3 separate regions of the Gossypium hirsutum genome follow, and all the other regions are linked to region 1. The links are chromatin contacts, called in public Hi-C maps. All regions are on one chromosome and are shown on one strand. Each heading gives the region's core, a stretch centred on a gene start, on an enhancer-like site or on the middle of the called end of the contact. The rest is flanking DNA. Distances are from core to core; before and after follow the strand shown.

The links. Hi-C and Micro-C count contacts between places; a contact is called where the count stands out from the background.
Region 2: a contact with region 1 is called in a Hi-C map of leaf, with 2.8 times the contacts expected there. The contact joins the promoter of LOC107886431 here to the enhancer-like site in region 1. A contact is called at or near these places in 2 of 34 Hi-C or Micro-C datasets (both in leaf).
Region 3: a Hi-C map of leaf shows a contact between it and region 1, with 4 times the contacts expected there. The contact joins the promoter of LOC107886471 here to the enhancer-like site in region 1. A contact is called at or near these places in 2 of 34 Hi-C or Micro-C datasets (both in leaf).

Annotation. Positions count from the first base shown.
Region 1 is chrA03:92,042,977-92,046,035 of Gossypium_hirsutum_v2.1, reverse strand. No RefSeq gene overlaps it. Among protein-coding and RNA genes, the nearest start is that of LOC107886461, 42 kb to the left of the region's middle. Within about 2 kb of position 1,560, at least 4 of the 9 cell types and tissues checked have an H3K27ac peak or open chromatin away from gene starts, as enhancers often do. A contact at or near this core is called in leaf, where this site is marked.
Region 2 is chrA03:91,080,433-91,083,491 of Gossypium_hirsutum_v2.1, reverse strand. LOC107886431 (stress-associated endoplasmic reticulum protein 2) reads right to left here and starts at 1,527. Exons shown (of 4, transcript XM_041099285.1): 1 at 1,107-1,527.
Region 3 is chrA03:91,297,340-91,300,398 of Gossypium_hirsutum_v2.1, reverse strand. It overlaps LOC107886471 (ranBP2-type zinc finger protein At1g67325), which reads left to right and starts at 1,425. Exons shown (of 10, transcript XM_016810439.2): 1 at 1,425-1,541; 2 at 1,821-1,866; 3 at 1,959-2,074; 4 at 2,486-2,768; 5 at 2,972-3,042. The coding sequence starts at 1,533.

The DNA.
Region 1 (3,059 bases), core at 311-2,810:
GTGTAATGGGTCAGTAATGGCATTCGATTGGTTAAAAAGAAAACGAAATTAGATTTCCAAATTTTGTAATTGTTTTATCTAACAACAATAATAATGTTGGTAGCATGTGAAATTATAATGAGTGCTACAAACATAAGCTGATGAAAGAAACAACATGATCCATCCTGGGGCCAGCAAGTGGCGGAGAATCCGACACAATAATCCCACTTTTTCTTTTAAGAGGGTTCGGCAAAGTTGTTTTGGTCATTATAACTACCAAATCTCCCATAATTTAGTACTTTCAGAAACAACAACTAAGCAATGCCAATGAGGGCTGTTCTTACCTCCTATACAACTCAATCATGCCGTACTAGGGATTTAAATTACGGTTTTCCCATAATTACGGGTTTATCATACGACAGTCAAAATTGAAATCGTAAAATAATGACGTGGATAATTAAACCCTAGAAATGAGTATAAAGGTATAAATGTTTTGCTTCTTGACTCCGCAACTAAGGTTTGGAAAAGGACCTGAAGAAGAAAATATATGAATCTGATTGACCGCACACTTTCCCGTCTGAAAGAGATTTTGCATGTTGCTATGATTTTTTTTTTCAGAGGCTGCTGCTGCTCATCCTTTAGTTGTAATTCTCAAGCAGATATAACTATTGTTTGCAACAAATCTTGATCAGTTATAATTACAAGCACTAATAGCAAGCACATGCCTGCATGAAATTAAAAAAGAAGTAAAAAAAGGTATAATAGGGGGGAATCCAACTGTTTTTTCAAGTAAAAACGAGGCATGGAACACCATGTTTTTCTTGTAATAGATTTCCCAATTCTAATCTAGCATGCTTTGATGTTTTTGGTAGACCTCAAACAAAACATTATTATGTGATTACAACAATTAAGATTAAGTTGTCTTAAATGTTTGTATAACCACCGTTTTGCTTCCTTAAAAAGGTCTAAAAACATGGTTGTGGGGGGAGGAAACCTACCAAACATTGTGTATTTTGTAGGGGGTGCTTTATCCTTTGTGAGGGGGTTCAAATTGTGTGGATAATCATGTGGGAAATCCAGAATTTGGATTCCTTTGCATTAACGGAAAACATAATTATTGCAATGGAAATATCATGTTCTATCTCTTGTTTACAAGGTAAAAATTACATGTTGCTTTTTGTATAAAATTTGGGATTTGCGAAACCCTCAAGTTTGATTTTGATTATATTTTACTGCTTGATCACACACTTCCTCAAAACAAAAGCATGGTTTCTTGGACAAAATAAGGTATATAAAATGTAAATATGGAAATTCCTATAATTACAAATAAAATGATTAAGATTTATTTTGATAAAGTAAAAGATTAAAAATTATTTAATAAAAATAATTTTAATATATAATTATTTTATGCTCTTAACTCTTGTGAAATTCAGCTTTTGTCAAATACTAATTTGACATGAGTTCAAACCATTTATATTATAAAAACCTAGTTATAAAATCCAAAGGATAGTGTTATTAGGAAGAGGAAAATGCATAAAACAAAATATTTGCAATGGGGGCTGCAAGCAAGTTGAGATAGATGGAGACGTTACAATAGAATATTAAGTCCGTGGGGCTTACCTATATCTACTTTCAGAGTGACACAAGATTGGGGGTTATGATTTCGCCCCCATTTGTGAAAACAGATAAGAACGAAGTTGTGGCATCCATTAATATATCTTCATGATCCTTTCTTACCAAACAATTAAGGATGTTTTAATCCTAAAAAGAATAAAAAATAAATAAGAAAAACGTAAAGGAGTTATCTTATCTACCACATGTTTTCTTGTCCCTATGGCCCATATTTTACAAGGATCAATTGGGTCGTTTTTCTACTTGTATTCAAATTTGGGGGTTATATCTCATCTAAACCCCACTGTGCTCAACTTTGTGTTGGGTCTATATATTCAGGCCCTTTGGGTTAATAGCCGCTTCACCATATCCGTTCCCCAAGATGGTTCCATATGTTTTTAGTCCATATAAATGATTATGAATTTTGTGAATCAAACCTAAAGGAAAATGTTTATGAATGACCTCAACTACTTACTCGACTCACTAATTAACTAAGTTATTATTATAACTTAAAAGATAAAAAAATAAGAACAATATAAATTATTGGTAAAAGAAATAAATACGCAAACAAAAATATTAAATTGTTATTCAATTCTAATTCAATATGATAGTGTAACACCCTTCACCTGGTCCGATCATCGAACATAAGCTACGGGATGTGACCACCGATCACCTGAATGATCTTTTTTTTTAATAGGTTCGCAGAAATAAGGCTCGCATTAATTACAATACACACAGAACATAATACACATAACCTGCAACATGCTTAATACATACACGGCGGACTCTCTTGCGGATAGTTCAATTGCGGACAGAATGTCCTACAGATTCCTATACTGCGGAATGATAAACTAAAACGCATGTAATCCTATGCTTTGTTCAAATAACATCTCTGTGGATACAAAACTATTACATGCATATGTATCTAGAAATAGACTAGTGCCCCTTTCATTTTCAACATCAAAAGACAAACATAAATAACTTCGAACTTGATAAGTTCACATACTCATAGCCACCTATATACATGCCACAACCTAAACTAAATTAACCAAGTCTACCAAATCTTCGAGTGGATAGCGTGAGCTTCTTGTAGAGCCAATCGATGCGACTTGAATGTACAAAATCTACAGTAAATGTAAGTATTATGAATACTTTCTAAGCTCATACAAGGCCAACCATCAACTTACCTCGCACACAATTTAAAAGTTAATCTAATATGCATTCATGGTTTGCCAAACAAACCAAAACCATTTTCACATAATGATCGAACACTTTATCAACATATAATATATCAAGTACACAACATGATATATTAATACTTTCATACCTGATTCATTCCCATTCATTTTCAACATAGTAAGTGCGAACACTTCATCAATAATACAGAATATCAAGTATGCAACATGATATATTAACATTTTTATACCTGATTAATTTCCATTCATTTTCAATATAATAAGTGTGAACAC
Region 2 (3,059 bases), core at 278-2,777, 960 kb after region 1:
ATATTTTAATTTTTTTATTAAGGTTTAAATATATAATTTGCACTCAAATTTTTTCACTTTTCTCAAATTAGTATTTATGATTTTTTTAGATTAGTATCCTAAATTTTGTTCCGTCAACTAAATTGGTACCTAAATCTAAGTTCATTGATGTCATAATCTAAAAAAATATTTTTAAAACTATTTCTTTTTTTTTTCTTTAGTTTTCTCAGTGACCTTTCTTCCACCCCAATTTCTTTTCTTTTACCCCGTGATCTTTCTTTTTCCCACTATCCTTTTCTATTCTTTTTTCTACTAACACGTTTGCTTTTCAATGGCTGATTTCAATTCCTCTCTTTTACATTCTACTATTGTTGCTGCTGCTTCTTTATTCGAGGTAGAAGATACTGAGAAAATAAAGTTTCTAGACATAGAGGAAACATGTTCAAATTCAGGCTACAAAGATTCAGATTACCCAATAGACTCGAAATGAAGAACTCGTAATTGAAACTTGACTATTAATAAAGTTTCTCGATAGTTGGATTTTTTTTGTTTGTTTCTCGAGAAAATATGAGAAAGAACAAAAAAAATAGTTTTTTTTTTTAAACTTTGGTTTCTTTTTAGCTTCTAGATTCTAGGTTTATCTTTTATATTTCAAGTCTTGGGTTCATCTTTTTTTTTTTGATTTTTGCATTCTATTTTTTTTCTATTTTTTTCAATTTTTGGGTAGTTAGATTTTTTTTATTTCCTGGGAAAATACTAGAAAGAACAAAAAAAATGGTAGATGTAGACAACTCCATTGGATTTTTTTTACTTTATAAGTTTCTAAGGATTTAAAGCTTTTTATCGAAGAATTCATTTTGTAATTTGTTTGTATGTTATTGTGGCTATTTATGGTGAAGAAGGATACTATGATTTGCACAATGATTTTTAAACAAATTAGGTACTATTTATTTTGATATTATTGTTTGCTTCATGAAATTGTATCTTACATTACCCCTCTTTCTTCTCATTTTTATTATCACTACTTTTCCTTCCACACAATATTTACAAATAAAACATAATTAAGAGGTAAAGAAAAATAAACATGGTGGACATACAACAAGTAGACGAAGTGGAAGGGCCATTACCGATAGTTTCATCTGAGGCGGTTGGATCAAAACGCTAGAGATGTCCAAGCATTCGGTTAGTGACATTGACAGTGAGCAACCTTACGTTTCTCATGTAAGAAGACCCCCTTCTTTTTCCAAGCAATAGAAACACCACTCCAACAACCTTTTTTTAAATCCCTCACTCGCCTCTCCCTATTTTAAATGTTCCAAAACTCGCATCTTTACCAATCTCACTACTGATTTCAACGCTACCAACGACACCCTTGATGACGCCCCATGAAATGACACTCCACCATGAAACAACCTCGATCCAATTGGGTTCCCATCACAAGGTTATCTAAGATAGGTGAAAGTGTAGTTTAGCTCAGTTGGTTCAAGCCATGAGTTTTTATGGGTTAGTTTGAACAGGGGAGGGGAAGTTGTAGGGCTTGGTTGATGGTGGCTGAAAAATGGGGAGGAAAATGAAAGGGGATTAAGATATGTGATTTTTGTGGTGATTAGATGGTGAGAAAATGAGTGAAAATTTTTGGGGTAAGAGTTTTTGACAAAAGAAAGAAGGGAATGTGAAATCATGAGTTTTTGATAGAGGAAAGGAAGTAGAAATGATGAAGAAAAAGAAAAATAAGAAAAGAAAAGAAAATGGAAAGAAAAAGGGGGAAAATAAAAAAAATAAAACAAAAAGAAAAAGAGGTATAAGAGGACGTCACGTGGCATTGCGCGATTGGCTAGTGTTGCCACGTAAGTAAAAAGTTAATGGCGTTAGACTTAGGTATCAATTTAGCTGACGAAAAAAATTCGAGTACCAATTTGGAAAAAAAAACCATAAGTACTAATGCTGGAGAAGTGAACAAATTCGAGTACTAATTTTATATTTAACCATTTTATTAAAAAATAAATAAACTCGTCTCTTTATGTTAGATGATTGAATGAAATAGCCTCTCTAATTAAATGCTTACTTTGATGTTTTATATTTAAGGCATAATAGTAAATTTAGCCATAAATTTTTACATATTTAATTTTACCTCTTTTTTTATTGGGAATAACTTGACTGTCCACTTTTCATTAGTGATGTGGCATATTTTTTTATGTTCCATATCAATAAATAATTTAAAAATTATAAAAAAATAATTAAAAAATTATAAATAATTCTTCAAAATATAAAAAAGAAAAAGTAAAGATTTATAAAAAAAATTTAAAAATGCAAAAGAAGTTAAAAGGTTTTTTATTAAAAAAAAAATTTCGAAAGGAAAATAAAAAAAAGAAAGTAAGAGAAGTTTTATAGTAATTTGTCGTTTTTCTTTTAATATTAGTGCAAACTGTTCTAATGCTAGCCTTAGCCCTTATTCTAGCATGTTGTTGGATTTTTTAATGGTAATTTATTAATTTGTTATGATATGGTGGTACCCCGTATACTTCACATTATTATTACTTTAGTATTGTTTGAAAGGAAAAATAAACAAAGTGAAGAAAGCTTTGTAGTTTATTTATAATCTATGACATAAATTACTTAAAAAGGCCCATTTCCAAGCATATTTACGAAAATGGGTCAATTACACAATTATTTACCGGAAAGGGCCACTTTTTACAAAACGCACCTACGTGGCCGCGTTTAAGGGGAAAATTGCTAGTAAAGCACGCCCCTGGGGAGCGTTTTTTGCCACGTCAGCAAAATACTTCCACGTAAGCGCGTTTTGCTGACGTGGTAAAAAACGCTCCCCCAGGGGCACGCTTTGCTCCGTGTTTTTATATGTTAGGGATATTTGCATGTTTAGTCCCTAAAATTTTTTAGGGTTTTTAAGGTTAGGGTTTTGCCAAAATAAGTTAGGATTTAGTGTTTAGGTTTTTGTTAAAACAAGTTAGGGTTTAGAGTTTTAGTAGATTTTAAAAATTAAGATTTAGTGTTGTTTTATAAATATTATTCAAATTAGAGTTTAGGGTTTTTAAATAAATTAAGTAAATTAAGGTTTTAGG
Region 3 (3,059 bases), core at 176-2,675, 750 kb after region 1:
AAGGAGAAGTGTAGATACTTCTCCCAATTGTGATAGAACTTGTCATTTTGCCACACTTGTTGCAATACCGCAAGGGTCAGATATCAATACCTCTACCCCTGGAGCCAAACATTGACTTGAAAACCACTTGTTTTGATACCCAAAGGCTTATTACCAAAACTTGGGTTTAAAAAAAAAATACCAAAACGCCTTTAAACATAGTAACATAAAACATGCTTTGGCCATACTTCAAAGATATCATGAAAAGCAAATTTGATATCAATCTAAGCATTGATTAAATGAAAATTTGGCTTCATGAATGCCAACTTACTTGGAACTTCAATTTAATAAGCTCAAACATAACCACCAGAGCTTCTAACATATCAATTAAATATTAGGCTACTCAAGATAACAAATGGCCATTGAAACTAGCATGATCATACATATCGACATTCTAGATACATGCCACAAGTCATAAATACACTAAGTTTCATACTATAGATAAGTTTGTTGCTAGTGTGATGATTTCAAGTTGAGACGACTTCAAGGATTTGAAAGCGATAATCTACAAGCAAAAACAATAACACGTAAGCATGAAATACTTAGTAAACTTAAATAGAAAAATACTATACTAGAAAGAACTCAATAAGCTTTACACATACATGTTAGCAATGGCATATAAATAAGGTAACTGCATAAGAATCCATATAAATGTGATGGAATACAATATTCAGTAAGTGTTCATAATCTTTTTTTTTCCTTTGCTTACGTACATGCACTTAATTCATGACATTGTAATATTCAATTACCATTTCTCAAGTTGATCAAAATTGTCAAATTCATGCATTTTATAACCATAAATTCTTTTCCTTAATCATTTCTAGTTCTTTTTCACCCAATGTAGCCTTAGTGAATTATATATGCTCTCTCTTTTATGTGACAATATTATTTATGAATTTGTTTTATGATTTTAAGAAAAATATTTTACTGTTGACAATATAATATCGTACATGTAAATTAAAAATAATACATTTTAATAATTATGATTTTTATTTTAAAAAACCTTGCAATCAAACTATACAAAACAATTTTTTAAATATTTTAAATAATTAACCTAATATATTTTAATTCATACTAAATTAATTAATGTATCACATATGTAAACCTATATATTAGATTGAGATCAATAAGATTATTTAAAAGCAATTGAACCTTGACCAACAAATTCGAGGCATGCTAATTGAAGAGTACATGGACCGTCCAAAATAGGCAAAGGTCACACCGAAGTCCAAACACCGGCCCCCATCCAAATCACAATAACGGCGTCAGAAATTCAGAGGGGCAGCAGCGAGCAACCGTTTATACTTATTTTAAACCAAATTTTCAACTACATCCCTCACATCACGCATAAAAGTTCCCTGGTTATTCTGTTTAAAGTCCGTTAGTTTGTCGCCGCCCTTTTATCGCAGGTAGGGCAAATTCCCAATTCCCTCTCTCTTGTTTCGAATCTTCACACCGAAACAGTCATAACTCCCTCTATTGCCGCCGCCTCAATGTCTCAGGTATTATTCCCTTCCAATTCTCTGAATTTGCCCTCTTATAGATTCGAGCATCCAACTTAATAGATCTAATAATAGATTTGTCTTGAAAATCAATTCCCCTTTGTCAAACTAGGATTCTCTTTTTTCTTTCGATTTTTTTTATGTGCTTTTCTGTTGCTGCTTAATTCTCCAATTTATTATTGAAAAGTGGAAATTAATTTCGTAATTATTGCGTAGTATCGATTTATGCACATAGTTTCGGTGATTAACCTTCTTTCTTGGGGGTGGCAATTGGTTCAGGTTGATAATAGAAACTCTTCTGCAGCGAAGCGAGCTAGAACCGATGGTATGCCGCTTAATTTTATTTTTATTTCATTCTGTGTACTTTTTAACATGTTCAATTTTGGCAATTTTGAATTTTTATGGTTAAATTTGTAGGTAGTCGTAGGGAAGATGATTGGACATGCCCTAGTTGCGGGAATGCCAATTTTTCATTTAGAACTACTTGCAATATGCGCAATTGCACTCAACCCAGGCCAGCTGTTCATAACTCAGTAAGTCTTCATATTTATTAGCCAATGGCGTTCAAAATATTCCTGAGTTTTTGAATATTGTTGAAATTTTAATTGCTTTAGTTTTGGCTCGTAGGTTTCGATTTTCTGTTCAGATTGGAATTGTTTTTCAACAGAATTAGTAATAGAAGAGCGGATTCTTCAAAATATGTGGCTTAGCCAGTTATTTTGTTAATACCTGGTTCTGTGCTGAAAGACCAGAGTATATTATGTGATACCCAATGCTTGCTTCGTTCTAGTCCGTTTATGTCCTATTTTTTTTCATAACTCTGTTTATTATAAAATCGTAAATCTTTTCTACTGTTTGTTTCTCCCTTTAGAAACTGACCCTTTGCATTTTCTTTCTCCCATTATTTATTTTTAAAGCTTGAGTTGGTAATTTTCCCCTTTCAGAAATCTGCAGGCAAGCCTCTCCAGGTGCCACAGAGTTATTCATCGTCTGCTCCATATGTAGGTTCTGGAGCACCATCTTCTATGTATCTCAGTGTACCACCTTATGGTTCTTCCCTCTTCAATGGTTCCTCTATTCCTCCATATGAAGCACCTTTTTCTGGAGGATCGGCTTATCATTACAATTATGGCAGTCGTCTTTCTGGTGGCAGTCCCTTTCGGCCGCTCCATATGCCTTCTGGACCACCCCCTTATTCTAGTGGGCCTATGATAGGGAATGGTATTGGTAATCTGCCTTCCCGTTTATAATTGCTATTACTTTTCATATTTATTCACTCTTGCAAGTTAAATTGTTGACCAAGAAAACCCGTTGATCATAGTTATTTCTTGTCTGCAACCCAACCACCCATTTACGTATATGATTGACCTTAAGCATGATATTAATATCATATTAGTAAGTTATGGGCTTTTTTTTTCTTTTTTACCTAGGTGGAATGTATGGTGTGCCCCCTTTGATGGACCGGTATGGCTTGAGGTTGCCCATGGCCCCTCCTCCAATGGTATGTTGAGATGTTTA